Linked DNA regions of Mus musculus: regions 1, 2, 3, 4, 6 and 7 are each linked to region 5. A link is a contact called in public Hi-C, HiChIP or PLAC-seq and promoter capture Hi-C data. All regions are on one chromosome and are shown on one strand. The core of a region is the stretch at or near the end of the contact, and the rest is flanking DNA. Distances in the headings are between cores, read along the strand shown.

Evidence for each region. A called contact is a pair of places that touch in the nucleus more often than the background predicts. HiChIP or PLAC-seq counts read pairs in DNA pulled down with a chosen protein or histone mark. Capture Hi-C pulls out chosen DNA fragments and counts their contacts.
Region 1: a contact with region 5 is called in an H3K27ac HiChIP or PLAC-seq map of large pre-B cells, with 5 times the contacts expected there. The contact joins the promoter of Nupr1l here to the promoter of Slc15a4 in region 5. A contact is called at or near these places in 2 of 39 promoter capture datasets (liver and pre-B cells) and 1 of 115 datasets of contacts at active chromatin or transcription factors (large pre-B cells).
Region 2: an H3K27ac HiChIP or PLAC-seq map of bone marrow-derived dendritic cells shows a contact between it and region 5, with 12 times the contacts expected there. The contact joins the promoter of Sumf2 here to the promoter of Slc15a4 in region 5. A contact is called at or near these places in 1 of 39 promoter capture datasets (pre-B cells), 1 of 115 datasets of contacts at active chromatin or transcription factors (bone marrow-derived dendritic cells) and 1 of 9 other capture datasets (pancreatic islet).
Region 3: a contact with region 5 is called in an H3K27ac HiChIP or PLAC-seq map of epiblast stem cells, with 9 times the contacts expected there. The contact joins the promoter of Bri3bp here to the promoter of Slc15a4 in region 5. A contact is called at or near these places in 4 of 115 datasets of contacts at active chromatin or transcription factors (epiblast stem cells, forebrain, large pre-B cells and 1 more).
Region 4: a contact with region 5 is called in an H3K27ac HiChIP or PLAC-seq map of bone marrow-derived dendritic cells, with 5 times the contacts expected there. The contact joins the promoter of Vkorc1l1 here to the promoter of Slc15a4 in region 5. A contact is called at or near these places in 1 of 39 promoter capture datasets (pre-B cells) and 1 of 115 datasets of contacts at active chromatin or transcription factors (bone marrow-derived dendritic cells).
Region 6: a promoter capture Hi-C map of adipose tissue shows a contact between it and region 5, with 2.3 times the contacts expected there. The contact joins the promoter of Cct6a here to the promoter of Slc15a4 in region 5. A contact is called at or near these places in 1 of 484 Hi-C or Micro-C datasets (B cells), 1 of 115 datasets of contacts at active chromatin or transcription factors (bone marrow-derived dendritic cells) and 2 of 9 other capture datasets (adipose tissue and liver).
Region 7: a contact with region 5 is called in a Hi-C map of B cells, with 6 read pairs. The contact joins the promoter of Ubc here to the promoter of Slc15a4 in region 5. A contact is called at or near these places in 3 of 39 promoter capture datasets (the C10 cell line and pre-B cells) and 1 of 484 Hi-C or Micro-C datasets (B cells).

What each region holds. Positions count from the first base shown.
Region 1 is chr5:129,906,553-129,909,954 of GRCm38.p6, reverse strand. Nupr1l (nuclear protein transcriptional regulator 1 like) reads right to left here and starts at 1,415. Exons shown (of 3, transcript NM_026916.3): 1 at 1,034-1,415. The coding sequence starts at 1,363. The coding sequence ends at 1,055. It also overlaps a transcript of Zbed5 not described here.
Region 2 is chr5:129,845,585-129,848,776 of GRCm38.p6, reverse strand. Sumf2 (sulfatase modifying factor 2) reads right to left here and starts at 1,787. Exons shown (of 9, transcript NM_026445.2): 1 at 1,691-1,787. The coding sequence starts at 1,781. It overlaps Cct6a (chaperonin containing Tcp1, subunit 6a (zeta)), which reads right to left. Exons shown (of 13, transcript NM_009838.2): 12 at 3,122-3,192; 13 at 2,334-3,029. The coding sequence ends at 2,957.
Region 3 is chr5:125,439,420-125,442,874 of GRCm38.p6, reverse strand. It overlaps Bri3bp (Bri3 binding protein), which reads right to left and starts at 1,307. Exons shown (of 3, transcript NM_029752.2): 1 at 983-1,307. The coding sequence starts at 1,213.
Region 4 is chr5:129,940,755-129,944,244 of GRCm38.p6, reverse strand. Vkorc1l1 (vitamin K epoxide reductase complex, subunit 1-like 1) reads right to left here and starts at 2,136. Exons shown (of 3, transcript NM_027121.4): 1 at 1,880-2,136. The coding sequence starts at 2,073.
Region 5 is chr5:127,615,705-127,619,078 of GRCm38.p6, reverse strand. It overlaps Slc15a4 (solute carrier family 15, member 4), which reads left to right and starts at 1,687. Exons shown (of 8, transcript NM_133895.1): 1 at 1,687-2,264. The coding sequence starts at 1,710.
Region 6 is chr5:129,785,899-129,789,388 of GRCm38.p6, reverse strand. It overlaps Cct6a (chaperonin containing Tcp1, subunit 6a (zeta)), which reads right to left and starts at 2,033. Exons shown (of 13, transcript NM_009838.2): 1 at 1,814-2,033; 2 at 1,092-1,155; 3 at 202-336. The coding sequence starts at 1,950. Psph (phosphoserine phosphatase) reads left to right here and starts at 2,136. Exons shown (of 8, transcript NM_133900.4): 1 at 2,136-2,434.
Region 7 is chr5:125,388,516-125,391,568 of GRCm38.p6, reverse strand. It overlaps Ubc (ubiquitin C), which reads left to right and starts at 1,552. Exons shown (of 2, transcript NM_019639.4): 1 at 1,552-1,659.

The DNA of each region.
Region 1 (3,402 bases), core at 166-2,665, 2.3 Mb before region 5:
GCTGGGTTTTGGTTCTGTCAACTCGACATAAACTAGAGTCATCTGGAAAGATACCTCTATTGTAAGACTGGTCAGAGACAAGTCAGTGCGGGGATTTTTCTCAACGCTCAGCTCACTGTGGGCGGTATCACCCGGGGCTGATAGTCCTGGGAGGTACAAGAAAGGTAACTGAACATGAACCTCTGGGAACTGTGCTTCCGGTTCCTGCCTCTGGGTTCCTGCCCTGACTTCAGGAAGGGCTGTAAGCTTTAAGGTGAAACAACCCCTTTCCTGCCCAAGTTGCAAGCAAAAGTTCACGGTGTTTATTACAGCAATTGGAAGCAAACAAGGAGGAGGGGCAGTTTTGTTTTGGGACAGTGCCTCAAAGAGTGTTCCTGGTTGGCCTCCAATTCCAGCGGTCTCCTGAGCACAGAGGCTGGAGATGGATTACAGGTGTGAGCCACCCTGCCAAGATGGATTTCCTCGGACATTTCCCTATATTTCCAATGTAGACTTTTCTCACACAATTGCAAACTTCCAAACGGTGGAGACTTTCACCAGCAGCCGGGAAACCCCTGGGTCGGGGATCGGGAGCCAGCACAGTTATGATTAACGCTGGGAAGTCTCAGAAGCAGATGACAGGTGAATATGGTGGCCAGACCTGTCATCTCAGGACTAGAGAAGCTGAGGCTTGCTACACACCATGGAATCCTGGGCTACGGGCATCATCAATAAAACAAAACCACACAGCAGGGAATCATGGCCCATGCTTGAAACTTTAGCATTTTAAGGTAAACGCTGGAGGGGTGATGAGTTCGAGGTCAGTTTAGGAGACAGTGTCAGAAATGAGAAGAAAAGGAAAGGAAAAGAGAAGAGAGTAAAAAAAGAATTGGACATTGTGGCTCATGTCTTAGCATCCCAGCCCATCCATGGAAGCTGGATGCAGGACAATCTGGAGTCCAAGGTAATCCTCTGCTACACACTGAGTTCGAGGCCGACCTGAGATATACATTCTACTCCCTACCCAACACCAATGGGCTCCGCCTGCCCATACCCGCTCAAGCGTGGCGTGTGCTCAGGCCAGGCGTGTGCGCGGCCGCGGTTGCAGCTGGCGCTGGCGCCGCTTGCGCTGCCCGTTGAGCAGTATCTGCGCCACCTTGCGCTCGTGGCCGCCGGGCACCGGGTAGTTGGTGCGTAGCTGCTGCTCGCGCCGCGTCCGGCCCTTGCTGCGTCCAGCCCCAGAGGCCGGGAAGTCACGCAGGTAGTAGTAATCCAGGCAGTCGTACACCTCCTCTTCGAAGCCGACGGTGGGCAGCGCCTCCGGCGGCGGCGGGCGGGCTCGAGTCCTTGGGCCGGAGACAGAAGGACGAGTTGGAGGGTCCATCGCCGATGCGCTCCGCCCGCCGCCGCCGCTGGTCACTCCGCCGGAATGCCCCACCCAGTGCTCCTATTGGCTCCGCTGTAGGGAGCGCTCTGTGACCTCACAGGGGGCGTGGCTTCCATGCTTCTTTGTTCCAGATGCGGAATTGTGTTTCTTCGCGGGGTCCGAATTGTAAATAAGTATAATAAACCTGGTTTCGCTGGTTAAAACCTGAAGGGACGGAATTGGGGAATGTGACTCAGTAGAGTGCTAGCATGCACAAAGGCCTGGGTTCCATCCCCATCACTGTATAAGTCAGGTGTGGTTGTGCACACACCTATAATCCTAACACTGCGATAAAAGACGAGGAGCTCTGGCCAAATGAATTTGCTAGCCTAGTTTGGGTTCATTTGTGCAAAAAGAAAACTGGCTTGCTGAATTGCTTTAACTTTGTTCTTGTGACAAGAAAATTCTCTTCACGACATTACTATTTCATTGTTATAACCAAATGTTTGGCAATAATCTGTTTAGGGAAGGTTATTTTTTTGGCTCATCGTTTGAGAATACAATCAGCTAAGACACGGTGGGCAGGATCTTGAGGCTACTTATTCAATCTGCATTCGTCCATTAGGAAGCAAAGAAAGGGGAATTCTAGCATCTTGCTTGTGTTTTTTTTTTTTTTTTTTTTTTGGTACCCCCCCCCCTCCATTTTTATTCAAGTTCCCAGCCTACTGATGATGCAGCTACATTCAAGGTGGGTTGTCTCTCTCCAATCTATAATCTCTGGAAATTCCCTCAACAAATCTACACAAAGGCATGCTTCATAAGTTAAGAAGACAGACTTACTAAACATCACAAGTAGCATGTTAGAGCCAAGGGGCTGGAGAGGGTTTAGTGGTTATGATCTTGCAGAGGATCTGGGTTCTACTCCCAACACTCACATGGTAGCTCAAAACTGTCTACATCTCCAGTCCCAGGGGACCTGAAGCCCTTTTCTGGCTTCCTGGGGCATACATACAAGCAGGCAAAACACTCATTCACACAAATAAATGCATGTAAATGTAAAAGTAATGTGTGTGCACATGGATGTTGTGAGACCCTGGCTTAAAGCATTTCTCCCTGAAAGGTAAACCCCTAAAACATTTCCCCAAGCTTGTTTTCCCTGATCTTTAAAAATACAGCTAGAAAGAAGCTCTTTGTTCTCTATAGCCAGCAAAAGGCTTTTTTGTTTCTATACTGTACAACCAGAGATGCCGGCCTTCCTGTGCCGAGGACACAGAGATAAAAATTCAGAAAGAACTCACTCCCCACTCCTGTCTTGTCACCAAGGACACCCGGAAGAGAAGAACTCCTCCCAACTCCTCCCAATTCCTCAGCTAGCTGTTAAAAGCCCCCTACTGTCACCTCTGGGGTCGAACTCCCCTGCCCTGCGAGGCTCCAGGGGTTCGTCCTCAGCTAGCTGATAATAAAACCTCTTGCAGCTTGCATCAGGTGTGGTTTTCTCTCGGGATGGTGGGGTGTTGGCCAGTTCATCCCAGGACTTGAATGGAGGCCCAGCATCCGGGGCCTTACAATGTCAGAGGATAGTTTTTGGAAATCTATTCTCTCCTCCCACCCAGTGGGTCCTGTGGGTTGAACTCAAAACCTCAAGCTTGGTAACACCCACCTTTATCTGATGAACTATCTGAATGGCCCCCACATGATTGTTTTAAAGAAAGACAATCATTAATAGATCTCATCCTTAAAGCAACACGGATATCGGACTTAACAAAGTATCTTGAGGATTAATCCCAGGGTCTCAAACGTACTAAGCACTACCACTTTGCTAATCCTCAGGCCAACAAAGTTTATCAATTTATCAGTGTACAACAGTAATTTTAGCATTTAGGAAGAAGCAAAGGCAGGCAGGACTCTGTGAATTCAAGGCCAGCTTTGTTTACATAGTAAGCGCCAGGCCAGCAAGGACTACATAAATGAGCCTACCTCTCAAAACAAATAAACATAATGATGTTAGTTAGACTCAGTGGGGTCGTGGTGGTGGTGGTAGTAGTGCTAGTATAAGC
Region 2 (3,192 bases), core at 538-3,037, 2.2 Mb before region 5:
AATTGAAACCAGGGTCTCACATATGCTATGTGGTGCTCGACCCTAGCTTCTCATTTTAAAATTAGTTGCTTTTTTCCCTTATTTTAGTTTTTGATGACAAGGTCACCCTACTCCCACCCCACTCCAACCCTGGGCTGGCCTGAAAAGAAATCACTATATAGATGGACTAGCCTTGCTTGGCAGTCACAGAGATCTACCTACCTTTGCCTCTCAAGAGATTAAAGGTGTATAAGCAACCAGACCCTGCTTTTCAGGGTCTTATATTTAACCCTCTTCTCATTCTGATACAATTCTACCCATCTCAAGAATAATCCCGAGAGGGCAAAAAAAACCGAGTGAGTAGGGAGATCTCAAATTAAAGGGGAATGAAATATCAAGCTGCAATATAAACTGTAGTTTGATTGTAATTTAACAAACTAACATTTTAAAAAATATTTTTAGGGTTGAGCAGTGGTGGCCCTTTAATCCCAGCACTTGGAAGGTAGAGGCAGGCATTTCTCTGAGTTTGAGCCCTGTCTGGTCTACAGAATGAGTCCAGGACAGCCAAGGATACACAGAGAAACTCTGTCTCTAAAAGCCAAAATTAAATTTTTTTTAAGGACCAGGTTAAATCTTCTGTCCTTTGCCAGTATCTGTACACTCACGGCACACAAACACATACATAAAAAGTGGACACCTCTAAGCCCCAGCATACAGAGGCAGAAACTGATGGATCTTTGTGATTTGAGGCCAGCCTGGTCTACATAGTGAGATTCTGTCACATAACAAACTACAATCTAAGACCATATTTTATGCCTTATAATCCCAATTCTAAAGAAGCTGTCGCTGGAGATCACAAGCTCAAGACAAGCTAGGGCTACACAGTCAAGACCTTTATACCAAAATAAATAAATAAATAATTAAATAAATAAATAACCCACCCTCACCCCCCCCCAAAAAAAAAAACCAAACCCCTAAACAAGGGGCCTCTGCGCCGTAGCTTAGCTGAGAGAGTGCTTGAATCTCTATGAATTTGAGGTTAGCCTGGTCTATGTTCCAGGCCAGACAAGGCGACATAGTTGAGCCTCTGCCTCAAGTATAAAATAAAATAGGATATTAGTATATAAGAGCTCCTGTTGCTCTCGAAGACGCTCCGTTTTCAGTCTCCAGCACCCAAGCAGTGGTTTATAACCATGTTTCTTCTGTTGTAGGGATCCAACCTGACCTCCGCCGGCACCAGACACCCTCGTGGTGCACCTATATACGAGGTTGCAAAACACTCATACACATAAAATATCCTAAGAAAAACTGAATCCAAAAGTAACTAGAGATAAAAGGTGCATTTAAACAACATTTTGAGTATCCGATTACTATGTATGTGACTTAAGCGTATCTTTAACTTTCAAAGCTTTCTACAAATAAAAGCTACGAGTCACACGAGTGCACCAGCTCAAGACATGGAAATGGAGAAAAGGAAAATCAGAATGCCTTACTCCCAACGCCCCAGACAGGGCTGAATACCAGAAGAGACCCTGCTTCAAAAAAAGAAAAAAAAAAAGAAAAAGTGCAGTTTCATGATGGCCAGCCCCAGCAAGTAGCCCGAGACCCTGCAAACCCCCTCCGAGGTTAGGGTAGCATCTAGAGCGCAGGATACAGTCACTTTCAGGTGTTCAAGGATAAGGGTGATATAGGCACAGAGCCACACACTGACCTAGCTGAAGCCTGGGGCAGGACAGGAGCCACAGCAGCAACACCGGAGGGAGCAAGGAACCCATGCTGGGGAACCAGAACTCAGAGCGCATGCGTCTGCTCGGGCGCTTCTTCGCGCCTGCGCACTCGCACTGACTCAGTGACCAATGGCAGGGCGCTCCTTGGGAGCTTGCCTGTCAGGCCCGCCCATGAATGAACACAGGCCCACACCCATCCTACTCTGATTTTATCTGACTGCTTTTGTGTGATGTTAACACCCTTGCAGGTCCAATGTGCTGCAGTCTCAGCTGGCTAGAAGTTGCCCACGGTGCTGGGCACTAACTGCCTGTCTGTGAGAACCAGTAGTACGTAGCTGAGCCAACTCTCCACCCAGATATTTTCCTCTATTCAGTTGAGCTGTTCACTCACTCACTGTGGAATACGGAGCCAGCCCCTCTCCCCAAGTATCACACATAAAATCAAGTACATGAAAACCAAAGAGATAAGCTGTTACAGGTATGATGCAAAACCAAGATAGAAAATAGCCTAAAAAATCTTGTTTCACCCAAACCCTTATTCTTCAACAACCGTCCTTTTGGCTGTTAAATGTGTAACTCTCTCAGCCTCTTGTGTTCCCATGTCTGGAAGTTGGGTGGCAGAGTTCTGACCTTCCAGCCTCCACGGAGTAACTTGGCTTTATTAGCTTTTCTGAAGCATTTTCAGTCATTTCAAGTGTGAATGATCCAGTAGCTTCACTCTTTAAGTATTTATTAGACATTATGAAACCCATAAATTACCCAGATGTGTTTTACACTGGCAAGGATCTTACATGTTTAACAGGGAGTTGGCTGGATAATTTCAAATACATCCACAACAAATTATTCTTTCGACCTGGGGTCTCCTGTAGCCTGAGTTGGCATAGAAATTCCGGACTATTTCCAAAGGGCTAGGCTTACAGGCATGTGTCACCATGCCTTATTTAGGAGAAAACCATTACAAACTTTCAAAGAACACTTACGGAACAAGGGTAGACAACATGCTTATCTTATGTAATTTTTGTATCGGTGTAGCTAAAACATCTTGTTCAGTGGGTTGAAAAAGAGCTGCTTTGAGTGTCTTCAGATACTCAAGGCAAAAATAAAATAAAATTTTACAGTATAATTTGAATAGGTGTCAAATGTCCCGTTTCTTTTCTCCAATCAGGAAGAGAAAATTTTTTTCCAAATCACTTGAAGCTTGGACAAAAATAACCATTCCCCCCAACATCCTGTAGTATCACAGGCAGGCCTCAACCCTTCAGAGAGGACATCCCAGCTCGCATGATCTCGTCGACCAGGAGAATGTTGGTGGCGATCACAGTACTGAAAAGGAGGAAGAGAGGACAGATGAGCTATCAACCCAAACTGCTGTGTCTGCCGCCCGCCCGCGAGCCGCCATGATCGTGTACACTCACCAGGAGTGTAGCAGCTGCTTCTTCACACAGTAGTTATCCCACACACCCATCTCTGCAGCCACCATCGGCTC
Region 3 (3,455 bases), core at 58-2,557, 2.2 Mb after region 5:
CGTACATGTGCACATAGGTGCGCGCACACACACACGTAATACAGTCAACAAATAAACATAATACAAAATATCTAAAAGTTAGTCACTGGGACTGGGAAGAGATGGCGATAAAGAACTTCCTGTGCAACTATAAGGACCTGGGTTCCAGTATAACCCTAGGACAAGCCCAAGAACGCTTGAAACCCGATGCTGGGGAAGTGGAGCACGAAGATCGAAGAGGCCCACTGGCCAGCCAGCTTGGCCTCATCTTCAAACTTCGGAGGAATAAGAAAACTTGTCTCAAAATACAAAGGTGGACGACTCCTTAAGTTGAATACCTGAGGTTGACTTCTGGACTCCATACTCACACACATCAAGTGAAGTCACCGACCTAATCTCATCCTGCTGGAAAGAGGGAGCGCCCCAACTTGGACCCAAAGTTCTCTGGACTCCACAACCCCGAGACCAGAGACCAGGGAGGAAACGAGAGGAAGGCAAAAGAACCGCGTGCATCTTGACTTCTCTTTTTTCAGTACGGTGTACGCAACGTAGGTACCAAGGAGGAGCCGGGGGAGAGCTCCTTGGTGGAGGGGCTCATCCCAGTCCCGGAGACCCTAGGCTCCCAAGCTGAACCAAAGGTTCCAACCAAGAGGTTCCCCACCCCCACCCCAAACACACAGTAGGCGATCAGGTTGCTAAAGCAATAGCTCAGACCCCATCACTCCCTGGAAAAGAGAACTCGGCCCAGTTATCTCCGAGGCAAGAGGTAGAAGAAGGCAGAAGGCCCATGGGGCCGGGCCGCGCGGGGACCCGGACGTCCCCAGTGCCTGGCTCATAGTGGTCGACCATTGAGACGCGGCGGGTAGCGCGCGGGCGTCACGCGCACCCGGGGGCCGCGCTCGGTCCGGGCTGCAGCAGGCCGCGACTGTCCCCAGCTCGGATCGCCCCCCCCACCCCCAACGGTCTCCAGGCCCGGCAAGGTGACCGCGGGCGCGCCGCCCACCTTCTGAGCCGCGCGCACGTTGTCCTCTCCGAAGAGGCTGCTCACGCTCTGCGAGAAGCTGCTCGTCGCGCGCCGGTGGCTGTTCTTGTCCGCAGCCCCGCGGCCCCGAGCCCCCTGCGCTCCAGGAGCCACCAGCGCCAGCAGCAGCAGCGCCAGAAGCAGAACCGGCAGCAGCACCCGCAACCCGGCCCGGACCCGGGTCCGGGGCTCCTGGGACGCGCGCGCGCCCATGTTCGGCCAGGGGAGGAGGGTCGCGGGGCTGAAAGGGGGAGAGGGCGGAGCACACGGCCAGAGAGGGCTCCGGGGCCGCACCGCGTGGGCGCGCCGTCGCCCCGCCCCGCCTTGCAGCCCCGCCCCGCCCCGCGCACGAAGCCCCGCCTCCCACCCGCAGCCCCTAGGGGACGCCTCCCCTGTACCCTTGAAGCTGATAGTATCAACTCTGCTGCACACCGCAGAGCCTGCGGGGCTTGCACAGGATCACTCCTGATCGGGGCCGGATCCTTGCAAGCGTTTGAAAACACTGAAGGACAGGTGTGTCACCTCCCCACACCCCAAAAGCAGGCGGCGCGGAGCACGCGTTCTTTCGTTCTCAGGCCCCTCCTGAGAACAGATGGCATTTCCGAGCCATAAAGTGGTTGGAGAGGAGAAGCTAGTGATGGGACAGGGGAGGCGAGCTGATGTGAGAGGAGGGGGCCAGAGCAATGATTTAGCATCGAGCAGTCCCATATAAAGGATTTGATGGGATCAGGGGGTTTTCCGCAGGACTCATCAAAAGAGATTGGGAGGGGGGAGGGTGTCTAGAGTTGTTCCCGCCAGTCAGTTCTGGTGTCAGGAAGTACCGGCACCACGCCACTTACAAGGACTTAAAGGAGCAAAGCCCTAGAGCCCCAATTTACAGGTGTGTAGGGATGAGAGGAACTCACAATCCAAAATTCAGGGCTCCCTACAGGAAAAACTACTGAGCTTCTTGTATATGACCCTCCATGGCAGTCAAGAAGACCAGAGGACTATGAACTTGAAAAATTTAAGAGCCTCATTAACCGTATTCAGGGCATCTTGGTGCATTCCTGTCCAACCCTAGAGAGGCTGAGGGAGGAAGTTATACCCTGAGTCCCAGTACAACCTTCCCTAAATAGTGGGGCCCTGTTTCAAATAAAAAGAGGAAGAGGAGGCAGAGGTAGGTGGATCTCTGTGATGTCTAGGCCAGCCTGGTCTACTGAGTGAGTTCCAGAACAGCCAAGACTACACAGAGAAATCTTGTCTGGAAAAAAAATTGATTAATTTAATTAATCAGTTAATTTACTGAGATACATTTGAGGGGTTGGGGGCAGACAGGGTGAGAACAGAAATCATGTAACATTTTAATTCAAAATGATGGTAATATAAAGCTAAGTGGGGGGGGGGGGGCTGGAGAGATGGTTCAGCAGTTAAGAGCACTGACTGCTCTTCCGGAGGCCCTGAGTTCAAATCCCAGCCAACCACATGGTGGCTCATAACCACCCTTAAAGAGGCCCTCACTAAGCTAAGTGATGGTTCAGGTCTGTTATTCCAACTACAAATAGCTGAGGTTCTGACTCGGCTACAGTCTGACAACCTGATTTCTATCACTGGGATACTACTCTTTTGACTTTCGCATGCACACAACAACTTAGTTTTTTGTTTGGGTTATTAGTTGTTTGTTGTTTTGTTGTTTTTGTTTTTGTTTTGTTTTTTGAGACAGGGTTTCTCTGTGTTAGCTCTGGCTATCCCAGAACAAACTCTATAGACCAGATTGGCCTTAGAACTACAGAGATGCGCCTGCCTCTGCCTCCCAAATGCTGGGATTAAAGGCGTGCACCATTACTGCCTGGCTCACAGTAATAATTCTTTTTTGAAGTTGTTGTTTTGTTTTGTTTTGTTTTGTTTTGTTTTGTTTTTCCAGACAGGGTTTCTCTGTATAGCCCTGGCTGTCCTGGAACTCACTCTGTAGACCAGGCTGTCCTCAAACTCAGAAATCCACCTGCCTCTGCCTCCCAGGTGCTGGGATTAAAGGCGTACACCACCACCGCCCGGCTCTACAGTAATAATTCTTTTTTTTAATGATTTATTTATTTATTTTATGTATATGAGTACACTGTAGCTGTCTTCAGGCACACCAGAAGAAGGCATTGGATCCCATTACAGATGGTTGTGAGCCACCATGTGGTTGCTGGGAATTGAACTCAGGACCTCTGGAAGAGCAGTCAGTGCTCTAAACCTCTGAGCCATTTCTACAGCTCCCTTCAGTAATAATTCTTAAGGGAAAGTTTTTAAGGAACTGGAGAGGGGCTGGAGATCCAGGTTTAGTTCCCAGCACCCAGCCATTTGTTAGCTCTAGCTCTACAGGAACTGACAGCCTCTTCTGCCCTCTGTGGACAATCAGGCACACGTGTGGTGCATGTACACGTACACGGGCAAACCATTCATAAAAATGAATAAACTTCATTTGAAATGG
Region 4 (3,490 bases), core at 887-3,386, 2.3 Mb before region 5:
TGGCGCACACCTTTAATCCCAGCACTTAGGAGGCAGAGGCAGGCGGATTTCTGAGTTCAAGGCCAGCCTGGTCTACAGAGTGAGTTCCAGGACAGCCAGGGCTATACAGAGAAACCCTGTCTCAAAAAGAAAAAAAAAAAAAAATCCTTTCCAAAGGTGCAAAGAACATTTAAAAATGTGAATGTGTGCATAAAATATACTTGGTGGGCTCAGTGAGAGGACTCAGCTGGTAAAGATGCTTGCCAGCAAGCCTGATGACCTGAGTTCAATCCCTAGGACCCATCTGGTGGGAAACTGACTCCCACATGTTGTCCAATGACCTCCATAAGTGTGTGTGCTACCCCACTCCCAACATAAATATGTGCAATAGAAGCACGATACACTTAGTGGTTCTCAAGGTGTCTAGTCTAAAAGAAAGTCTAGGAGGCCTCAACCTGGATGCAAATAAAACTCCTGAGGGCTCTTCATCACAGATACATTCTGCACTATAAACTCAATGCATTTAAAAAAAAAAAACAAAACTGCTTAATGAGGCCATAATGACAACCATTTTTCTACTAAAAAGTTACAGGAATTCCACTTATAAGCACGAGCTAGCCTAGCCTAGCTGGTCTATGAAAAGGGCTAAGTGGGAAAGATCAACAGCCTTAAGTTTGCAGATAAGAAACTCCAACCCTAGCTTCTTCAAATACTCCTCCACCAATATGGAGGGCAAAATAAACTAGTGAGCTATATACATTTGTGTCTCCCTAGCATTTATCAAAAGGAGGGAATGTAGTGAAATGTTAAGCACTGTTAACAAACATCAAAATATTAGGGGTAGGACTCTCTATTAAAATGTCAAACTATCTATTCTGCAATAATTCTTTTCACTTTTGCTGGTTTTGATGACTGCTATCAGTTTTTTAAAAAGCCTTTTTTAAAAGTGTAAAATACTTTTTTCTAAGAAAAAAAGCTAGCACACTACATAAAATGTTAACAGGAAAAAAAATCGATGGTATTTTCAAGAAACAAAAAATTGTTTAAATAAACCTGCTTAGCAAAGTTTCGTAAATCTAATCTCTTGCGGATTATTCCGCTAATACTAATCAGCAACATGTAAAAGTCATTCTAAGTCACCCACGGTGGTGCATGCTTGTATTTCCCTACTCAAAAGACTGAGGCAGGGGAATAGCTGTAGAGGTTATAGTCCGATGAGTTTCAGGCCAGTGTGGGTCACAACTCAGATCCTTTCATAAAATAACAGTCATCGTAGTACCTAAAATATCACTATACACAAGGTACTCATCGTTTACTCTAAACTTAAAGTAGACCCGAACTCTGGCCATTTTCCCCCTGCTGGGCACACTTCGTGAAATACACAAGGGAGAAAAATCCAAGAAATCAGATAGGGTTAAGTGCTGGTACCTTCCTCTTCCAGAGTAGGGTCAAATGCGTGTCTACCCGCAAATGTCACTGTCGCCTCCAGAAGGCTGCCAATTCTCCTTAACTCTGAGTACAAAGAGGCCTGAGCACCGAAAACACCTGTCCCGAACAACCCAGAGGATAGTGATAAAAGCCACCGGACATATAGCCCCGGGGTAGCAGAGGTCCCAAGACCCCGGGGATGAATGCTGGCTTCGCCGATCTCTGCATCGGGGGTCTTCACACGCCTCTCTCGGCGACAACAGGGAGAAAAGTCACACCGGCCAGGACGCGCCCGCGCCCTCCCGGCTGCACTGTGCCACCTCATCCCGGAGGCCTGCCCTCAGCCGCCGCCCCCCGGTCACCGCCGTCCGGGTCGCGGCCCGGGCCCCGCTCTCTCAGGCCGGAGCTCCCCGCGCGCTCCCCGCCCCCCGCCGCCGCCCGCGTCGCGCTCCCCTCACTCAAGCCGGGCTACCTGGAGGCCAGGGCGGCGGAGCACTTCACCCAGGGCCCCAGGTCGCAGAGGGCCCGGTGCTCCGGGTCCCTCTCCTTCTCCCGCTCCACGTGGTAGGCGTAGATGGAGAGCAGGATCCCGGCGGCGCACACTGCATACCGGGCCACCCGTTCCCAACGCGGCACCGACACTCTCAGCAGGACGGGCGCCGCCATCTTCCCCCCTCCGCCGCCGCCGCCGCCTCCCTCCGCCTCCACCTCAGACGCCGCCGCCCGTCGGGGCCCGACCCAGCCGCCGCCGCTGCCGCCACCGCCTCCGCCGCCGCCGCCGCCGCCGCCACCACCGCCGCGCCCCATTGGCTCGGTCGCCTCCTCCGGGCCCCGCCCCCACAGGCGCGCGGCCCAACCGCCCCGAGAGGAGTGAGGCGGACTGGGCGGGGAAGGCGCGCGCGGACACAGAGGGAGGGGCGGAGCGCGCAACCGCCAGGGAGGCGGTGCGGCGCATGCGGAGGGCGGGGTCTGAAAGAGGGAAGGGCTTGAGGAGGGGCGGAGCTTGACCAGAATTGGGGCGGAGCGAGAAAGCCGCTCATAAGTGTGGAGGGAGGAGGCGGAGCGCGCAACAGCGGGGAGGTGGTGCGGCGCATGCGGAGGGCGTGGCTGACGGTGGGCGTGGTTTGATTTTAAAGGGGCGGGTGGGAAAACCGCGCGCGGGCGGGGAAGAGGCGGAGGTTGTAAGCAGCCAGGGTTGCGTGGCGCAAGTGAAGGGTGGTGCTGAGAAATGGGGTTCGTTACACTGGAGGGCGCGGTCAGAAGGGAGGCGGAACAAGGTGGGGCGGGAGCGAAGGGAAGGGGCGGAGCGCAAAAACTCTGGTGTGCTGGATGGGGCAGGGGCGTGACCAGGAAGGATGAGGGGTGTGGCCTAGGAAAGGGGTGAGGCGAGAGGTGGTTTGGCTTAATCTTAGGGTCTGTTACAAGGGATCGATTTCAAAGATACTACTACAATGCTTGACTGGGCAAGCCCTTGGCTCCTGGTAGCAATCAGTTGCCTTTCTGCACACACACACATTTCCGTCGTTATCACTTGATATTTCTTATCCAATCCAAATTGTCCCTGACCAATGGCTCCAGAGCTCCAGAGACACGTTTGTGTGACATGATCTTCCCCAGGCACCACCTCCAGGCGTCTTGTGTTCAACATGTGAGAAACTTTTTTCTTAAATGCGCAAAACTATTTTTACATTTAAAAAAACCTATTTTTAAATGGGTTCATGAATACTTCTCTATAATTTGGATTTGATGTGGCTTTAACATAATCCATACTAAAAGGATAAAAATGAACTTTAAAAAAAAAGCTCAAAAACTTGGAAAAAGGGAAATCAGAAGAAAACGAAACGTGAGGAGGTCATAGAGGCTTGCAAAATTGTTAAAATTGAGCCATAACTGATTCTGAGCTTCCTTGCTGTCAAAACTGGACAGGAAAACCCATGTAAGGATATCTGTGTCTACAAAGAAACAAGCTGTTGATGGAGATTGCTAGCTTTTGCTTCAATGCAGCTCTTAGGCTTTGGGGGCATCACCTAGTGATTTTGATTAATAAGTAATGTTCTTCAATTAATTATACAATGTTGGATAA
Region 5 (3,374 bases), core at 438-2,937:
CCCACAGGCCAATCTGTTGGGGGCAATTCCTCAGCTGAAGTTTCCTCTTCCCTTGTGTGTGACATTGACAACTGAAGCTAACTGTGCCATTGGGTCACTTCCCACCACCACCTCCAACACTGTGACCACACTAGAATATTCTGCATTCTGGGTTTGTCTCCATCCTCAAAGTACCAAGTTCAGGGGCCCCAGCACACTGCCTAAAATTCCTCCCTCCACACACTTAACTCCAAGGCCCCTCCGAGCCATTAGCTTCGCCATTTCCCTGAAGAGACTGACCCATCGGATTAGTTAGTACCAGTCAGACTGCGCAGTGAGTTACCAGCTCAGTCAGTCCAAATGGTTTATTAGCCTTATCATTCCAATACAGAGTTTGTTCAAGTATGTCATGCTTAGCTTAGCAGAACTTTTTCTTTTTAATTGCCTGTGTCTGTATGTGTGGACATACATGCAGTGTCTGCTGTCTATCCATTGTGTGGGGCTCCCAGCAGGGGGATAGAACTCAGGCTATCACCAGGCCGGGTAGCAAGCACCTTTACTTGGTAAGCCATCTCACTGGTCCAGTCTTTAAGCAAACGTTCCAAGACTCAGTCTTACTTACCAGCAGGACTAAGAGTCAGTTATAGGCTGTAAATAAAGGTTTTGGTTTTAGTTTCTTTTCTTTTCTTTTCTTTTCTCTTCTTCTTTTCTTTCCCTTTCTTTCTTTCTTTTTCTTTTTTCCTTTCCTTTTTTTTTTTTTTTTTTTTTTGAGACAGGGTCTCACTATGCAGCCCTGGCAGAACTCACTGTGTCGACTACACTGGTTTCGAACTCACAGAGATTCGCCCGCCTCTGCCTCCCAAGAGCTGGGATTAGTGGCATGTGCCACTAAAGATGTGTTTAGTTTTATGTGTATGGATGCTTTGCGTTCATGGAGGTCTGTGCACCCTGTGTGTGTGCAGTAGCCCTGGAGGCCAGAAGAAGGTGCCGGATCCACGAGGAACTAGAGTTACAGATTGTTAGGAGACACAAGGTGGGTGCTGGGAATCGAGCCCAGAACCTCTGACTAGCAGCCAGTGCTCTTAACTGTGGAGTTATCTCTTCAGTCCTTAAAATAATAATAATAATAATAAGAAGAAGAAGAAGAAGAAGAAGAAGAAGCAGCAGCAGCAGCAGGGCGGTAGTGGCGCACGCCTTTAATCCCAGCACTTGGGAGGCAGAGGCAGGCGGATTTCTGAGTTCGAGGCTAGCCTGGTCTACAAAATGAGTTCCAGGACAGCCAGGGCTACACCGAGAAACCCTGTCTCGAAAAAAACCAAAAATAAATAAATTTTAGTAATTTTTGTTTTAAGAAGAGACAGAAAAGTGAGATACCAAGAGAGGGAGAGGAGGCCGAGACTGTTACACTTGACGCCTGGGTCCTGAGAAGATGGCAAGAAGGGAAGATTTAGACCCTGGTGACCTGGATTAGGAACCCAGTTTGGGGCCGGAACCTCGGAGTCTAGGGTTCCAGTTTCCCGGTGGAACCCCTCCAGCCATAGGAACCACCATCCCTCCACGCATCTCAACAACAAACCGCTGTCAAGTGAAAGGCCCGCTTGGCCGGATTTCCGGGGGCGGAACCGGCAGCCACCCCCGCCCAGCTTGCCCAGTTAAAAGGCGGCGGCGGGAGAGGGAGGGAACTCGCTGTCTCGCGAGAGTTGGGCTACCGAGTCCTCAGTGAACCGGCCATGGAGGGCGAGCGGGCGCCGCTGTTGGGTTCGCGGCGTCCGGCAGTGTCGGCGGCGTCCGCGGTGTTCGCGGGGCGGCGTGCGGCGTGCGGGGCGGTGCTGTTGGCCGAGCTGCTGGAGCGCGCGGCCTTCTACGGCGTCACGGCCAACCTGGTGCTGTTCCTGAATGGCGCGCCGTTCGACTGGGAGGGCGCGCAGGCCAGCCAGGCGCTGCTGCTCTTCATGGGCCTCACCTATCTGGGCTCGCCGTTCGGGGGCTGGCTCGCCGACGCCCGCCTCGGCCGGGCCCGCGCCATCCTGCTCAGCCTGGCCCTCTACCTGCTGGGCCTGCTGGCCTTCCCGCTGCTGGCCGCGCCCCGCTCGCGCTCCTTCCTCTGCGGGGACCCGCGGCCCGAGCTCGTGCGCAACTGCTCGGCGCCCTTCCCCAACGGGTCAGCGTCGTGTCCCGAGAACGCCGCGCGCCGCTGTGCCCCCGCCACCTTCGCGGGGCTCGTGCTCGTGGGTCTCGGGGTGGCCACGGTCAAGGCCAACATCACGCCCTTCGGCGCCGATCAGGTGAGCCGGACCCGCTCAGGTCTTCCCGGGTTTGGGGACCACCACCCCCCCCCCCCCCGCCGCACCTCCTGCGCACCACGGCTACCCGAACCTAAGCGTTGACTTTAACAACGCTGGGGACACGGGGGAACTGGCACGGTAGCCTGTGTATCATCTGCACCTCCTGTCCCCCAGGGTTCTTCCACTGATTGGAAAAAAGGAGCCACCCCAAACACCTAAGCCTACATCCCCACTTGCCTCTGCACCTATGCGCAATCGATCGGAAAGCACAGGGCTGCCCACCAAGCTTCCCAACCCATAGACCTGCACCCCACATCGCCTCAGATCTAGAGAAAGGTTAAGGTGAGGGAGAGGAATTTCCCAACCCAGGGAATCTCCCTTGTAGTGCAGAGAAGAAGGCCACCTGCCTCTGATCCCTCCTTGTTAGTGGAGGTGAGGAAGGAGACCTGCTCTTCCCTTGGAGAGTGGCAGGAGGAAACCCATCTGCTCCAACACCCGAGTGGGTAGGAGGAAGGGCAAGACTCCCTCTAATGCGTGTGGGGAGGAAGCCCATGAGTAGAACCCATTCCACACCTGGCACTAGGTCCAGGACTGAGTAAGAGGGAGTAACAGCCCCTTCCCCTCCCCTGTGCGCACCGCTGTCCACATCTGCTCTTGCATCTGGTAGGGGACTGTAGGAGGGGAGAGAACAACACCCACCCTCTGCTCTGGGGGAGCTTTGTGTGTGTGTGTGTGGGGGGGTGGTGGTGGAAGTACTGGAATAGGGGAAAGCTGTATAAACAGTTATGATCTGGGTGGTAAGGAAGAGTTGAGGTGGGATTTATTCGTGATGCAGTAACCATTGTGGTTTTAAGGAGAAGGGACGTTCTGTTGGTGGAGTCATCTGCGTTGAGATCTGAAAGAGAAAAGGGTGAAGTTATGACTTGGAGGATAGACATGTACAAAGGCTCTGACACTGCCCTAGCTTCCCTTTTACAAAGTTAGGGGCAAGAGACAGGCAAGCGCTTAGTTTCCATCTTTAATGCTTTAAGTAAGTTTTGGGGTAGGGTGTGGCAGGTGGGAAAGACCAGCATCATTCGCTGCTACTCTGACATCCAAGAACAAGGGATG
Region 6 (3,490 bases), core at 784-3,283, 2.2 Mb before region 5:
GCTAGCAGGTAAATGATAAACATGTAATCATTTACATACAGTCGGCAGGTTTTTTTCACTCATTTCAGACCAGGTTACAGACAGGCACAGGCTCCCAGAGCTAAGCAGCCCGACCATTCCACAGTGTGCCCTCAGCTAGCTTCACATCACTGTGTACCAATAGCCCACCAAACAGAGCACAGAAGCAAGAAGCATACATACTTCAGAAATGTACAGGTCCGCCTGTTTGAGCAGCTCCCCGATGATGAGGACATTGGATGTAGTGCCATCGCCAGTTATGTCATCCTGGGCTGTAGCCACTTTTGCTATCAAAGAGGCTGTTGGGTGTTGAATTTGCTGTAGGTAGAAAAAGAACTATTTAAATGACTTAAACCATTACCTAGGGTACAACATGGACAGGCTTCTTTCAATGCCTTCCACTAAGACTGCACAGTACTGCTGGCTACATTTTGCTTGGATTTCAAGCCATCCCCTTTACTAGGGTTTGAACTATAGGACCTGAAAGTGAGGGAAATGGGTAGTTGGGTCAATTTAATATGATCCCTGGGACAAAAATAATAACTATAAGACAGCCCGGTGTGAGAGGCATAGCTTTAATCCCAGTTTGAGGCCAAGCAGGGCTGCACAGTGAGATTTATCTTAAACAAACAAAAGTAAGATTTTCATTTCTCCTGCAGTTGAGTGGAAAGATGAGCATTTATTTTTTGGTTTTCTTTCCCATTGCCCTGTTTTTGAGACAAGGTCTCACTATGCTTATGTAGCTCTACCTGGTTTTGAACTCAAGAGATCTGGCTGAGTGCCGGGATTATAGCTATGTGGTACAATATTTAGCTAAAGTAGAGATAACAATATTCTTTTATACAATTTTTTATTTTAGCCCAGACTACAAAGTAGACCCCCCCAAAACAAACAAAAAACCCAAGGATCCAAACACATGTGTCACATTTGACAGAGTTCCTCACCCACTAAAGCACTTCCTATATTTCTGCCTGAAAGACATGATGACCTGATGAAGAATTTTATTCACCTCAAATGGAGCAAGAGGTCAAAAAAAAAAATTTTTTTTTAAACCCAGCCCGGCAGCCTCTTACCATTTCATGAAGCAGCACATTGCCATCTTTAGTAAGTTTGATGTCTCCAGCACCAGATACAAGCCTGCCAAATGGGAAGGAATTGATGAGCAAGGATGTGACTTTTTCTAATTAAAACAAAACAAGTAAGAATTCCACAAAGCAGCCAAGGGGAGGTAATGTATATCCCCCATCCCCTCTTGAAGGCAAGTGAATCACAGGGAGTTCCAGACAAGCCGTAACTTATCAGTCAGACCCGATCTCAACTAAATACATAAAGAAAATTCCCACAAAAAAGAATGAGGTGTAAAGGGAACCAAAGGAGGCTATGAAATATACGACTCCAAAGCAACCGCAATTTGAGGAACGGATACGAGAGGCGAGAAAAGAGAGTGAATTAAGACTAATTAAAAAAAAATCCAAGCGCTATGTCTCAGTGAACTTTATTCATTTGCTAGCTAACGAGGTAACAAAAACAGATCCCCTGAAATTTGGACTTTACTCCTACATCCCAGTAAACTCGGGGCCCGGGGCTGGGTTCGGGAAGGTTGCACACGCCACTCTCTTCCTCTATAAGAAATAGGTGCAAATGCCAACCCCGAAAGGCGCGGATTCGGGGGGTTTGGATGGGATGCAGCCCAGACATGGGAGAAAGAAAACGCTAGCGCGAAGGCCTGGAGGCAGCGACTCGAGTTTGCGGCCATCGAGCCGCCAGGCCCGCCCTCCCGCCAGCCCGGGCTTACATCTTCATGGTGCCCTTAGGCCCCAAGTTGGTCCTCAGAACATCCTGCAGGCCCCGAGCCGCGCTGATGTTCACCGCCAGCGCTGCCTGGGCCCGGGCCACCTCGGCCTTCGGATTTAGGGTCTTTACCGCCGCCATGGCTGGCCTAGCTCCGGGAGAGGCCGAGAACAACGTGCTCTCTGCGGGGTCTTCTCGAAAAGTCTTACGCACCCGGCCCGCCCCCGGCGTGCCCACAGAGCACCTCCATTGGGTGGCGACCCTCCTGCCGCCCGCTGATTGGCTTAATCCAACGCTGGTCTCTCTAAGACCCGCCCACCACGCCCAGTTGCGACGTCATTGCGCATCTGAGAAACTGGTTCTCCCGTCATCGGCACTCTGGATCTTAAGGTTCCGTTGTGCTCGCCCCCCAGCGTCACGGTTCGGCGCTTTTAAGAGTTTGCAGCGTGGAGGCTGCGCGGCTCCGCGGTGCAGGAAAAGCCCTGCAGGTCGTGTGTGAGGGATGCTTCGGCCTCTGCACTCGACTGGGTGTGACAGGAAGCAGAGGCGTCGGCCTCTAGTTGCAGGGTGTCTCTAGCTACTGGACTCCGGGATGCTTCCCTCACACTCTCGCGAGATTTCCCAGGTTCATTTTTTTTTTTTCCTTGCCTGTTTTATCCGTAAATTGGGGAGCACAGAAAATGGAGCCTTCCCCTGTACCCTGGTCGTTTTAAGACCCCGGAGGTTGACGGGAGGACTACGCTAGGTAGAAAGTACTAGATGGCTTTAGGAGTGGTGCGATGGGCGTTGAGGAGACTCAGGATCAGTCTGTTCTTAGGGCCCAGGTCATTGAGGCAGCTTGAAAACTAAAATGGATTTTGTTTTAATTTTTTTAAAATAATGAAACAAATAGTAATCCTTGTTTCATTCTATGTCCCAGCTAGACCACGAACTGTCTAACACGGACTGGTATTCTAACTCGTAGCAGTCCTGCTTCAACTTCCAAAGTGGTATGAGCTACTAAGCCTGCTAAAAACTAACAACTAATGGCTGGACAGTGGTGCCCAGTCTTTGAAAGCATTCTTTTAAACATTTTTTTAAAAAGAAAATAATATTAAGCGTATAAGTGTTTTTCCTGTCTGTATGTTGAGCACTTAACATATAGATACGTACTGAATTTTTAAACATGTATATGAATATGAATCACTTCTCCACACAGATGACAACTCGTAATGCCATTGGACGTATTCCACTGAGCTATATATACTGAAGGCTTTGCCATTTTGATAGGAAAGAAAAATTCTTATTCTTCTACTATACAGAGCCAGGCATAGTCACAACACGGGAGGCAAGCAGATCTCTGTGAGTTCAAGGCCAGCCTGGTCTGCATAGCAAGTTCCAGGCCAGCCGTGGCTACATAGGAAGACCCTGTCTAAAGAAAACAGAACTATAGGGTATGTAGCTCAGAGGATGAGTGCCGGTTTAACCGGTACAAAGGTCCTGAATACAGGAAATTTAAAAAGGAAAGAGAAACAACCAGTCACATGGCTGACATTTAGTTATTCCCAAACCTCTGCTCTTCTGGCTGCAGTAAGTATGCTAGTGTAATGTTTTCAAGTGGAGTTGTAGGTTTGAAAACCACAAAAGCTGTGCAGATGATAACGAGGCATGAAGAAGACTCGTGTTTACTTAATATAAAAGT
Region 7 (3,053 bases), core at 303-2,802, 2.2 Mb after region 5:
AGAAAATTAAGTCTATTCTGAACAACACCTGCAGTTAAAGTATATTTTGAACAATACCTCTGATCTTGAATGTTTATGAATTCCTAAACCAGGGAGCCAGACAGGCCTGAATTCTCAGCGTCTGGGTGGTAGAGGCAGGAGTATCAACTGCAAGTTAGAACCCAGCCTGATCTATGTCATGAGTCCCAGGGCAGCCAGGGCTACATATAGGAACCCTGTCTCAAAAAAACTCAAAAAATGCTGAGATTAAAGGCATTTAATAGTGTGTGTCCATCTAAGTGTGTGCCACATGTATGTGAAAGTGTCCCTAGGGACATTGGACCCTCCTGAAGCTGGAGTCACAAGCTAGCTGCCTGACAGGGTTGCTGGGTATTGAATTCATGTACTCTGGAAAAAGACCTGTTCCTACTGGGGAGCCATCTCTCCCCATCAGGGATTCAATTCTTACCTTCTAAGGTCTTAGGCCTTACATTTCAAAAACCTGAGCTGGGCAGTGGTGGCGCAGGCCTTTAATCCCAGCACTTTGGAGGCAGAGGCAGGTGGATTTCTGAGTTCGGGGCCAGCCTGGTCTACAAAGTGAGTTCCAGGACAGTCAGGGCTACACAGAGAAACCCTGTCTCAAAAAACCAAAAAAAAAAAAACAAAACAAAACAAAACAAAAAAAACCCTGAATAATTTGATTCGTATAAGTGGGATATATGCTTGCTGTAATCTGAACATTGTACTACACGTGCACATTTGTGCTTTTTTGTTTTTGTGGGGGTTTTTTGTTTGGTTTTTGGTTTTTCAAGTCAAGTGTAGCCCTGGCCATTCTGGAACTTGATCTGTAGACCATACTTGGGAGGCAGAGGCAGGAGGACCTATATAAACTTGAGACCAGCCTGGTCTACATAGCATATTCCAGGACAGGCAGGGCTACACAGAGAAACCCCCATCTGAACAACAAAAATTTAAAAATCAGGGCTTCAGTGGGTTCAGTCTCAGAATATGAACAACAAATATGAACAACATTTGGAAATTTTGACCTTTACTTAGTGACAAGCACATAGAAAACATAGAACCTTCTCGAATCCAAGGACACAAGGTTTAGGAAAAATCTGGAAAGATCAGGTTCTGCTGGGCTTCAGATCTAATGCCAACAGTTTTCAAGAACTGTGTAGACTGTCTGCTTTCCTTGACAAACTCAGATTCGTTTTTCCAAATCGGGGAGAGATTCCCTCCTTCGTATTTTTTTTTTTTAAATTTATTAAAAACCCTTTGTCATTTTCCTTGTTAGGAGATTTGCACAGTCATCCACCCTGTCACTGTGCCAAAACAGTGAGGGCTGGGCATAGTGACCCGCCGGGGATGAGGGGATTGAGGAGGCGAGGTCACCAATGGGATCCCAGTGTGACAGGAGCCAAAGCCCTGGGTCCCCCTAGCGCGGAAAGAAAACAGGGGGGGTGGGGGGTGGTGGCCTGACTAGGGGCGCCAGGCCGCGAAGCCGCAGGGCGCCTGCGCCAAGGCCCGCTCCGGCCTCAGTGATCCCAGCCGTGTTTTCGTGCCGATCGTCTCACGCGCGCTGATCCCTCCGCGGAGTCGCCCGAGGTCACAGCCCTGCCCTCCCACACAAAGCCCCTCAATCTCTGGACGCCACCGTGAAACAACTCCGTGAGAGAGGTACCTTGATAGTTTTAGCCTGTCGCTTTCGCTGCCGAGACTGGACCCGGCGTTACAAAGTAGTCCCTGACCGCATTGCCCGCGGAGGGACCGCGCGGAAGGGGGGGGGCGGGGCTTCGGTGACTATATAAAGAGACGCCGGGCGTGCCGCAGCTAGTTCCGTGGAGACTGCGAGTTCCGTCTGCTGTGTGAGGACTGCCGCCACCACCGCTGGTGAGGAGAAAGCCGCCGCACCCGGTCGGGGACGGGAGGCTGGAGGCGAGACGGGGCGAGAGGCAGCCCCGCGGCCCAGACGTTTGGTTTCCGTGGCCCGCGCGGACCGCGGCTGCCCCGAGGCAGAGGACTGGGCGGCAAGATGGCGGCCAGATGGAAGCCTGAGGGGGAAGACGCGGGGCTCTGACGCGCAGGACGAGGTTGGGGGAGGAAAAAGGCCCGCGAGGCCGCTGCCCTCCGGTTAAGCCGGGGACGTCGGAGACTGTGGGGTGGGGACTGAATTAGGGTTGCGCGCCGTAGGAGCCTCTGCTGTGAGAGCCGTGGATATTGGGCTGGCCCGAGAGGTCGATTGGCCCGGCGTTCGTCCGTTCGTTTGCTGAAAGACGGAAGTGCGATCGAGACCGGAAGGGGGTTGGGCGGCGGTTCAGCCTGCCTGGCCTGCCGCCCCCTGTGACGTCGCGGGTTGCGTGGCCTCCTAATGGATAGTGACGTCACTATCTTGACTTTAGCTTTCCCTCGGTTGTAGGACAGGGTTTGGGTCTCGGCCTCCGGTAGCCTCTCCAGAGTAAACAGGAACCGGAAATTCAGAGGGGAAATGTGAGCCATTCTTGTCCTGTTTCGTTTTAAGAATGTCGCTGTACAACTATGACTACTGAAACTTTTGGGGGGGGGGTTCGAGACGGTTTCTCTATGTAGTCCTGGCTGTCCCGCATCTCACTCTGTAGATCAGGCTGGCCTCGAACCCAGAAATCCTCCTGCCTCTGCCTCCCAAGTGTTGGGACGAAAGGCACCACCATTGTCCTGCGACAAGGGTGTTTTTTTTTAAACTGTCAAAATCTCTGCCTCTACCACCCCATGTGATGAGGTCCAAGGCCAGTACCACCACTCCAGACTAATTTTAATCGTTCAGACAAAAGTTTGGTGTTCTTTTGGGGGAAGGAGAGTTGAGGCAGGATTACACTGTCTCTGGCTGACCTTCCAGTTAGAGATCTGCCCACCTCAGTGTCCCCAGTGCTGAGGTCAGCGATAGGCATGGGCTCAGACTTAGTTTTGCAGTAGTAACTTGCTATATTACCATTCTGAAACTGAATCCGGGACTGCTGTGGTTTCATAACCTCCCAGAGGTCAGGCTTTTCTGCAAACTGTTCAAATAGACAGAAATTGACTTTCAGCTGTTGGTA